Regions from separate parts of the Danio rerio genome. Here regions 1 and 3 are each linked to region 2. A link is a contact called in public HiCAR-type and HiChIP or PLAC-seq data. All regions are on one chromosome and are shown on one strand. Each heading gives the region's core, a stretch centred on a gene start, on an enhancer-like site or on the middle of the called end of the contact. The rest is flanking DNA. Distances are from core to core; before and after follow the strand shown.

Region 1 (2,700 bases), core at 29-2,528, 250 kb after region 2:
AATCTTTGTGTGGTTCGTTTACATTTGATCCAAATTAAGAGTTAAACCAGTTAGTTATAGAATTAATAAGAAATTATACCTGAATCTAAATTATCTTTAAAAAAAATCATGTTTAATCATCACAAATATATCGAAAGGTCATCAGAAGGTATGGAAGTTCATTGGCCTAAAAGTGTGGGAAATCTGTTTACCGGTTTTTTTTTCTGAATGAACCAATAAATTAGTCATTTTAACAATCTGCATATCAAAACAGCCTAATGTTAGATTTCTTAGCATATCTAAAACAGGCACAAATCGTGTCAAAAACACATCTTCGGATTCAGACATCGAATAATCTAGACGGGAACATGGCTGAAAGAGAAATGTAGGAACTTGCTGTGAAATGAAATGGTGTTTTGAATAAACAAAATCAGGAAGTGGCATGATCTATTTGAACACAGAGGAAGTCTGAAAACTCGCACCCATGCTTCTCTTCTTAAAAGCAGTGTCGGTTTTTAACACAAAAACTTCACTTAGTTTTTGCTCAGCAGCAAGTAAATACGCATAAAACAAGTGTAAGTTACACAACACGGAAATATGATACATATAACGCCAAAAAAAAAAAAAAAAAAACATGTATCTGTGACCTCTGTCCAATACAAAGAGAACGCACCTGAAGTCAAGTGAAAACTGAGCGAAAGTCTTTTCCTCAAACGGACTTTCTGAAGTAACGTAAAAGCTTAAAATTGCACATCTTAAATATTTAAAGTATGAGTGAGCTTTACTTTCAGCTTTACTTTCATTTAATGTCGCTAAAGTTTAGGAGTCGTGTCACCTGTGACCTGAAAGAAACAAGCATTGCCTCGCGCCAGGTGTCAGGCTCATAATGGAAAGCAAATTGCACGTTAATCCACGATTCTTACCTTAATTTCCAGTGAACTGAGAGAAATGTAAATATGGGGAACCGCTGAAGAACACCCTGCTCAGCGGATCATTGTGAAGATGTGGCGTGTGTGTGTCTACATTTTCCGGATTGGCCCATCAGAAGCGTTGCGTTTGACGCGCAGGTTGAGCGCTAAAGAGGCTCTGCCTACATCTATAAAAGGAATTGATTTCGAGAGAGGAAGCAGACTAGTTTTACTATGCGTCTAGTAGCGGTCTTTGTGTCTGTTGTGGATAATTTTGCTTTCAGTCATGTTGTTTTGAGCTCAGATAAGCTGCTGGTAACAGACTGAGAGCGAGGAGAGCGACAAAACGCGCGCGTTGTCGACGAAGCAAAGATGATGGTGATGGATTGTTTGGGGTTTATATTTTGAATTGCTTACTCATTACAGCAAGTGAAGTTGTGGGTCTGTTGTAATTCTCAAAGCGTAGGTATTTTGTCATTAGAAAGAGTTCAAATATTTAAGAAACCTAATATTAAACTTGCTTACATTCGTTAGTAATACATTGCATGCATGTTGATTTAGTAATACATAAGTCTTGTTTGTCAGATTTACAACATTCATTGTTAATTATTGATGATATTGTAAATAAATAAATTATAGAAATATCATTGTTTTTAACTTTTTGAGGAAACAATTGTCAATGTCACTTTTATAAAAGGCAAACAGGTTGTCAGATCCAAGTGAAGCTCTACATCTTCAACATAAGAAGTTATTAATAGAAAAAATATATATTTTAATAAGTATACATCATTTAAAATATAGTTGTATTATCAATGTTTGGTGTTTTCCATGTTAAATTGATCATATATAAATCAGGTTTTATTAGTTTGAATTTGGCATGTTTGCATTGTAGCTTATATTTTAAATATGTGTATAGTTGTATTTATTAACTGATTTTATTCTAGTTTAACTATTATGAAATCGATGAAATTGCCAAATGCTTCATCTGAAACAAGCTAAAGTTAATTTATACTTAGAAATAAAATATAGAAACATTTCAAACATATTACAACAGGTGAAGTTGTGGGTTTGGTGTAATTCCCAAACCAAAGTGGGTTTTCTGTCATTAGAAAGATCTAATATTAAACTTCAATATTAATAGCATATTAAATGATGATTTATAAGTAATATTTTGCATGTTAATTTAGTAATACAGTAGTTGTATTGTTTGTCAGATTGTCAATTTCACTTTATAAAAAACAGTTTGTCAGATCGAAGTGAAGCTTTATTTCTTCATCATGAAAAGTTATTAAAAACACAAAAAATAATAAAGTAACAATTTTAAATTATTTAAAATATTATCTACATGAGCTCATTTGTCTTATTTTGAATGTTTTGAAGGCTTCCAATGAACGCAAAAAAAAACATCCAGCTGTGCAAGAAAACATACAATATGACGAAAGTGAAGTCATCTTTCACTACAAGTAGCCTAACTTTTAAAGCACTAAAATAAAGGGTTTAAAGCACCAAAAGTGGCCTATAAAATTTATTTTAATACTTTTAATAAACTTGTGTTTTAATAAAATGTTTTTTTTCTTTTTCATTTAAAACTGTTACTCCTTTTTTTTTCTAGTGATATATTATGTGATAAATGTGTATTTGAAAAATAAGTACTTGATTCATATTTCTTCTATGTATTTAACAAATGTTTTTGGTACCTCAAAAAGTGTGATTATGCAGACCATTAGTCCCTTAGTCCCTTTATTAATCCGGGGTCGCCACAGCGGAATGAACTGCCAACTTATTTAGCATGTTTTTACGCAGCGGATGCCCT
Region 2 (2,700 bases), core at 40-2,539:
TTTTTGGTCACAGGGAAAAAATACATTTAAATTAAATAGAATTTTCGATTTAGATTTTTTTTCTATTATTGTTATAAAAAATGTAAATGCAATATACCAATCACAGACGTTTGAATCGTATATATATATATATATATATATATATATATATATATATATATATATATATATATATATATATATATATATATATATATATAAAACCAGGTCATTACATTACATTCTGAAAAATGCTAGAAAGACTTTAGGATTATTAGGATTGCAATAATCTATTTAACAGTGTTTAAAAGTTGGTGGTTCATTCCGCTGTGGCAACCCCTGATAAAGGGACTAATTTTAAAAAGAAAATTAATAAACCGTGCACTGTCTTTAAACATTTTTTCCTAAATATATTTTTTAAAAATCCCCCAGACATAAGTGGGCTAAATAATACTAGTGTAAATTCTCTTTAACTGTAAACATTTTAATTTATATAAAAGACAATTTAATGACTGCAGATAAATTCAAGATATTTAATCTAACTCAGTTTTTAGATACAGCCAGCAGAGGGAAGCACGAACCGCGTCTGGAAGCAGAAACCATGACAGGCTTGCTCCTTCATCAGGTCAAGATCAAACTCCACATCAGTCTCATTCTGATGATCAGCTATCAAACACACTCTAATATTGATTTGTTTTACAATATAACATACATCATAAACAGATGTGGAATAAGGAGTAAATTAGAATAAGCTGGCAGTAATTGTTAAAAATAGTACAATAGAAGAGTTTCTAATTCTCTGAAATTGTTTTTTTTAATCTTCAGAAGCCATTCATTACATTTCTTTTGTTCGTCACATTTATATTGTGATTATTATACATTACATCATCCTTTTGACAGAGCTGTCTGTTGGGCTTGTATCCGTGTAAATAAGAGGTGCTGTGTGCGTTGTTGTACCGACTCAACTCCGTGGATTCTCGGAATCATCGTCAAGCACAGCTCAGTGTGCGGTGTTTTCATCTAAAGCTCCGCCCCGCGGAAGAACACTATGACAAGTAGTTCCATGTATAACTCGTCTTTATTAAACATGCTCGTCTTTTAAAGCGTTTTTCTTTATTGCTACATTCATGTCTTTATATATACTCTTATGTCATTAAGTTATGGGTTTATAAAATAGCTAATAAGTAAAGCTGGCGTTGTGTTCATCATTCTACGCCGTGAGCGTTTGGCGGGAACGGCGCATGGATATCAATAGTAGGGGGAGGAATAACAATCCGTTGTATTAAAACCCGCGGGAGCAGCTGTTCGAAATCTTGCAGTAAATGACAAGCAGCCGCACGGGTGCTGCAGAAGTGCGCAGGTTCAGCGGCGCGACCCACTCCCACTTTTGGACTTACTTTCACTTGATAGTTCACGCTCACGCTGACATCTGACCATATTGTCAGTGTTCATTCAGCTTTTACCACGGCTACGGTGAGTGCTCTGTTTATTTACCTACTTGTATCTGGCGGTTCAGATAAGTTTACGCGACTTGTCTGACGCATCATTAGTAAATCCAGGAGACGACTGATTGAAGTTGTGTTTAGGATGATTAACATTTGTGTTAACATTTAAAGAGCGAGACTTTAACCATGCCTTCTTCTTCACAGGCACTCACCATGCCGCTGAATTCAAGTATGGAGTGTAAAAATTATGATTACGACTACGACTCCTACCAGCCCTATTTCTATTTTGACAACGAGGACGAGGATTTCTATAACCATCAGCACGGACAGCCACCGGCGCCCAGTGAGGATATATGGAAGAAATTTGAACTGCTGCCCACCCCTCCGCTCTCCCCGAGCCGGCGACCCTCCCTGTCAGACCCCTTCCCGTCCACAGCCGACAAGCTCGAGATGGTGTCGGAGTTTTTGGGGGACGATGTGGTCAACCACAGCATTATTTGTGACGCGGACTACTCCCAGTCGTTTCTGAAATCGATTATCATTCAGGACTGTATGTGGAGCGGTTTCTCCGCAGCGGCTAAGCTGGAGAAGGTGGTGTCGGAGAGATTAGCGTCGCTCCAGGCGGCGAGGAAGGAGTCATCCAGGACCGAGTCCGCGGACATCTGTCGGTCTGTCGGCTTCCTCCAGGACATGAGCACCCCTGCCTCCCAGTGCATTGACCCGTCCGTGGTGTTTCCCTTTCCACTGACGGACAGCACAAAGCCGTGCAAACCCGCGCCCACGCCGGCTTCCACAACACTTCCACTGGATACTCCGCCAAACAGTGGGAGTAGCAGCAGCAGTAGTGACAGCGAATCCGGTGAGTGTTATTTAACTCCTATCAGAACTACCAACTTGGTAGTTCAGCTTATGGTTGTATGGTTTTTAATGTATGAGACATAATTGGCATTTTACTCATGAAGTTGGTGGCGGTTAAAGCGTTAATCCTGGACTGCAGCGTGAGGGGACGCTCCCGCCCACTGCACTTTATTCTACGCTAGGTTGTCAAATTGACGCATTTTTTGCTTTTAAACCCAAACAGATGACGAAGATGATGAAGATGAAGAAGAGGAGGAAGAAATTGACGTGGTCACGGTGGAAAAGAGAAAGTCGGTGAAAAAGTCTGACGCGAACGCAACGCATCAAAGCCCGGTCGTCCTCAAGCGGTGTCACGTTAACATTCACCAACACAACTACGCCGCCCATCCGTCCACGCGGAATGAGCAGCCTGCAGTCA
Region 3 (2,700 bases), core at 106-2,605, 220 kb after region 2:
GTTTTGCAATTTCCTTTGTTTGATACACTTGTTTACTCTGAACATTCATTTTCCTTCGGCTAAGTCCCTTCATTTATCAGGGGTCACCACAGCAGAATGAACCGCCAACTTATCCAGCATACATTTTACGCAGTGCATGCCCTTCCAGCTGTAACCCAGTGCTGGGAAACATCCATACACATTTACACACATACTGTACACTATTCACCTATACCGCATACTGTATGTTTAGATGGTCTTTCCAGAGGAAACGCACGCCATCAAAGGGAGAACATGCACACTTCTCAATGAAATGCCAACTGACCCAGCTAGGACTCAAAACAGCGACCTTCTTGATGTGAGTTCTAATCACTGAGCCACTTTTTTTTTTGGTTATTATAGATGTTAAAGTACATTTTCTGTAGCTTAAGTGAATAGTGTAATATCCATACATCTTGATTTAAGATTCAACAAATAATTGCAGCAAGAAAATTGGTATAAAAGGGATTGTTCACCCAAAAATAAAAATGTAGTCAATATTTTTTTACCCTCAAATGGTTCTCAACCTTTGTGAGTTTCTATCTTCTGTTGAACACAAAAGAAGATATTTTGAAGAAAGCTGAAAAGCTGTAACTATTGACTTCCACAGAAAAACACAATGAAAGTCAATGGTTACAGGTATTATTCAATAGACCTTCTTTTGTATTTAACAGAAACCTATAACATTTGAAACAAGCGAAGAGTGCGTTAATGACAGAAGTTTTATTTTTAGGTGAACTATCCCTTTAAGCTGTTCATTTATTCACTAATTTTCTTTTCGGCTGAGTCCCTTTATTAATCTGGGGCCGCCACAGCGGAATGAACCGCCAACTTATCCAGCATATGTTTTACACAGCGGATCCTTTTAAGATGTGTTTCTAACAGAAGCAGATGATGCTTCCTTAAGTTGACCACTTTGAGAGTTAGTTAAAATAGCATTTGATCAAACTGTTTACATGTGGCTGAATGCATTCAAACAGCCTCAAAAACACCATGAAGAAAACCTCGAATGACAAGGAATGCATTGGATGTTAATATCAGATATAAACTATAATGTCAGCTGAAAATGCATGCTAGCTGTACCAGGTGGAAATAGAGCCTCATATTGGATCGTTAATAATTCACACATCCAATCTTCACTCACATGAGCTAACAGCGTTAGTTTCAGAAATCTGCTGGCGAGTGAAACGCATCTAAAATCATGTGCTGTATCCAGTGTTAGGAAGAGATGATTCCACAGAGGAACAGACTAGGAAAATGTGCAGCATGGGTGTGACCTGAGGTTGCTTGGTTACCTTGAGCTCATCGAAGCGCAGCGTGAAATGTAAAATCTCAGCAAACTGGCGTGCCAGAGCCTGCTCCTGCTCCAGATGCTGAGTTGGGCTGCAGCGTGAGCTGGTGAGGTACTCCAGCAGGTTCTGCAGAGTGTCTTCTGCAAGAGACAGAAGAAACACCAGCGCTAATGCTCATGAAGGAGACTGTACACATAATACTGGGTTATGCTCTCCATGTTTTGATGTAAAACAGGCACAGAAACAGAGGGTCTGGCAGAGGAACACAGCAGTGTGTTTGACAGAGAAATGTTAGGTCAGTCTGACCCTTTCATGTTTCACCAGAGCCTCTCCTCCAGAGACAGCGCTGCCATTGGCTGCTGTTGATCTGTGATTAAGGGCCATGTCATGTTTAATTAGGTCATGACCTATTTCTCAACATCAGACCCTCAATTCTGAACAGACTAACACGCAATGACAGACTGCACAAAAAAATTACAATTGTTTTTCTTCAGAGAAATAAAATAAAGTTCTGAGAGCAAAACATACCTGTATGTTTTTTTTTTTGTATAGTGAGCAACATTTTAGACAGATTGCTTTATCAGTTTTGCCAGCAAAAAAAGCCAAAGGCAGTGCAGAATGTTGTCACATCTCTAAGCAACACAGCAGCTGAATGATTCAGATTTTGAACAAATCCTTAAGTGTAATTGTGTTGTTTACAATTTTTAGTTTTTACATATATATATTTTAATGATATAATATGCATAATTGTAGATTTTGTAATTTCTTTTTAAAATGTCTACTTTTGTATTAATATTATGTGTTGGACTGAGAGTTACGCAATTTCGATTCTCAATATGTACATGTGGTTGAATTGAAAATAAAGCTAACTGACTTTTTTTCACTTGGATATCGTTTGATTCAACCATCCGTTCAATAAATACTGCCACTAGTCACTGGCTTTTTAGATCTCAAATTATTTATCCATGACAAGCCTTAAAAATGTACTAGTAAAAAATACACACAGCAAAATATTGTTTAATAATCATTGTTAAATAAAAAAATAATTGAATTGTCAATATTACCTCCCTAGCACCAGCATATTTTGCAGCCATTTTTATTTTGCAAGCACACAGAAAAATATAATGGGGAAATGCAAAACATTTTAAATAAAATTGAAAAATAATATTTCCTCATGTCAATGTTTACTATTCCTTTTCCCTAAAAAGAAAATTTTAAACTGCAATATAATATAATATAATATAATATAATATAATAGTTAAAAAAATATATATATAGACCTAAACCTAAACCTTTAAAGCTATAGTGTACCTTCCATAAAACATATTCATTTTAGGAATAATACTACTGTGATACAGTAGATCTGGGGCGTGTGCGGTTGCAGATGACG

Evidence for each region. HiCAR-type assays count read pairs that join an accessible place to other places. HiChIP or PLAC-seq counts read pairs in DNA pulled down with a chosen protein or histone mark.
Region 1: a contact with region 2 is called in an H3K4me3 HiChIP or PLAC-seq map of gastrula embryo, with 11 times the contacts expected there. The contact joins the promoter of fam49ba here to the promoter of mycb in region 2. A contact is called at or near these places in 3 of 18 Hi-C or Micro-C datasets (caudal fin and embryo) and 3 of 4 datasets of contacts at active chromatin or transcription factors (caudal fin, embryo and gastrula embryo).
Region 3: a contact with region 2 is called in a HiCAR-type map of caudal fin, with 6 times the contacts expected there. The contact joins the enhancer-like site here to the promoter of mycb in region 2. A contact is called at or near these places in 4 of 18 Hi-C or Micro-C datasets (caudal fin, embryo, hematopoietic stem cells and 1 more) and 4 of 4 datasets of contacts at active chromatin or transcription factors (caudal fin, embryo, gastrula embryo and 1 more).

What each region holds. Positions count from the first base shown.
Region 1 is chr2:35,231,453-35,234,152 of GRCz12tu, forward strand. fam49ba (family with sequence similarity 49 member Ba) reads right to left here and starts at 1,279. Exons shown (of 11, transcript NM_200070.3): 1 at 903-1,279.
Region 2 is chr2:34,985,472-34,988,171 of GRCz12tu, forward strand. mycb (MYC proto-oncogene, bHLH transcription factor b) reads left to right here and starts at 1,290. Exons shown (of 3, transcript NM_200172.1): 1 at 1,290-1,452; 2 at 1,629-2,283; 3 at 2,506-2,700. The coding sequence starts at 1,638. LOC141378369 (a long non-coding RNA gene) reads right to left here and starts at 967. Exons shown (of 3, transcript XR_012392753.1): 1 at 864-967.
Region 3 is chr2:35,201,181-35,203,880 of GRCz12tu, forward strand. fam49ba (family with sequence similarity 49 member Ba) reads right to left here. Exons shown (of 11, transcript NM_200070.3): 5 at 1,314-1,450. Among named protein-coding and RNA genes, the nearest start is that of fam49ba, 30 kb to the right of the region's middle. Within about 2 kb of position 1,356, at least 7 of the 62 cell types and tissues checked have an H3K27ac peak or open chromatin away from gene starts, as enhancers often do.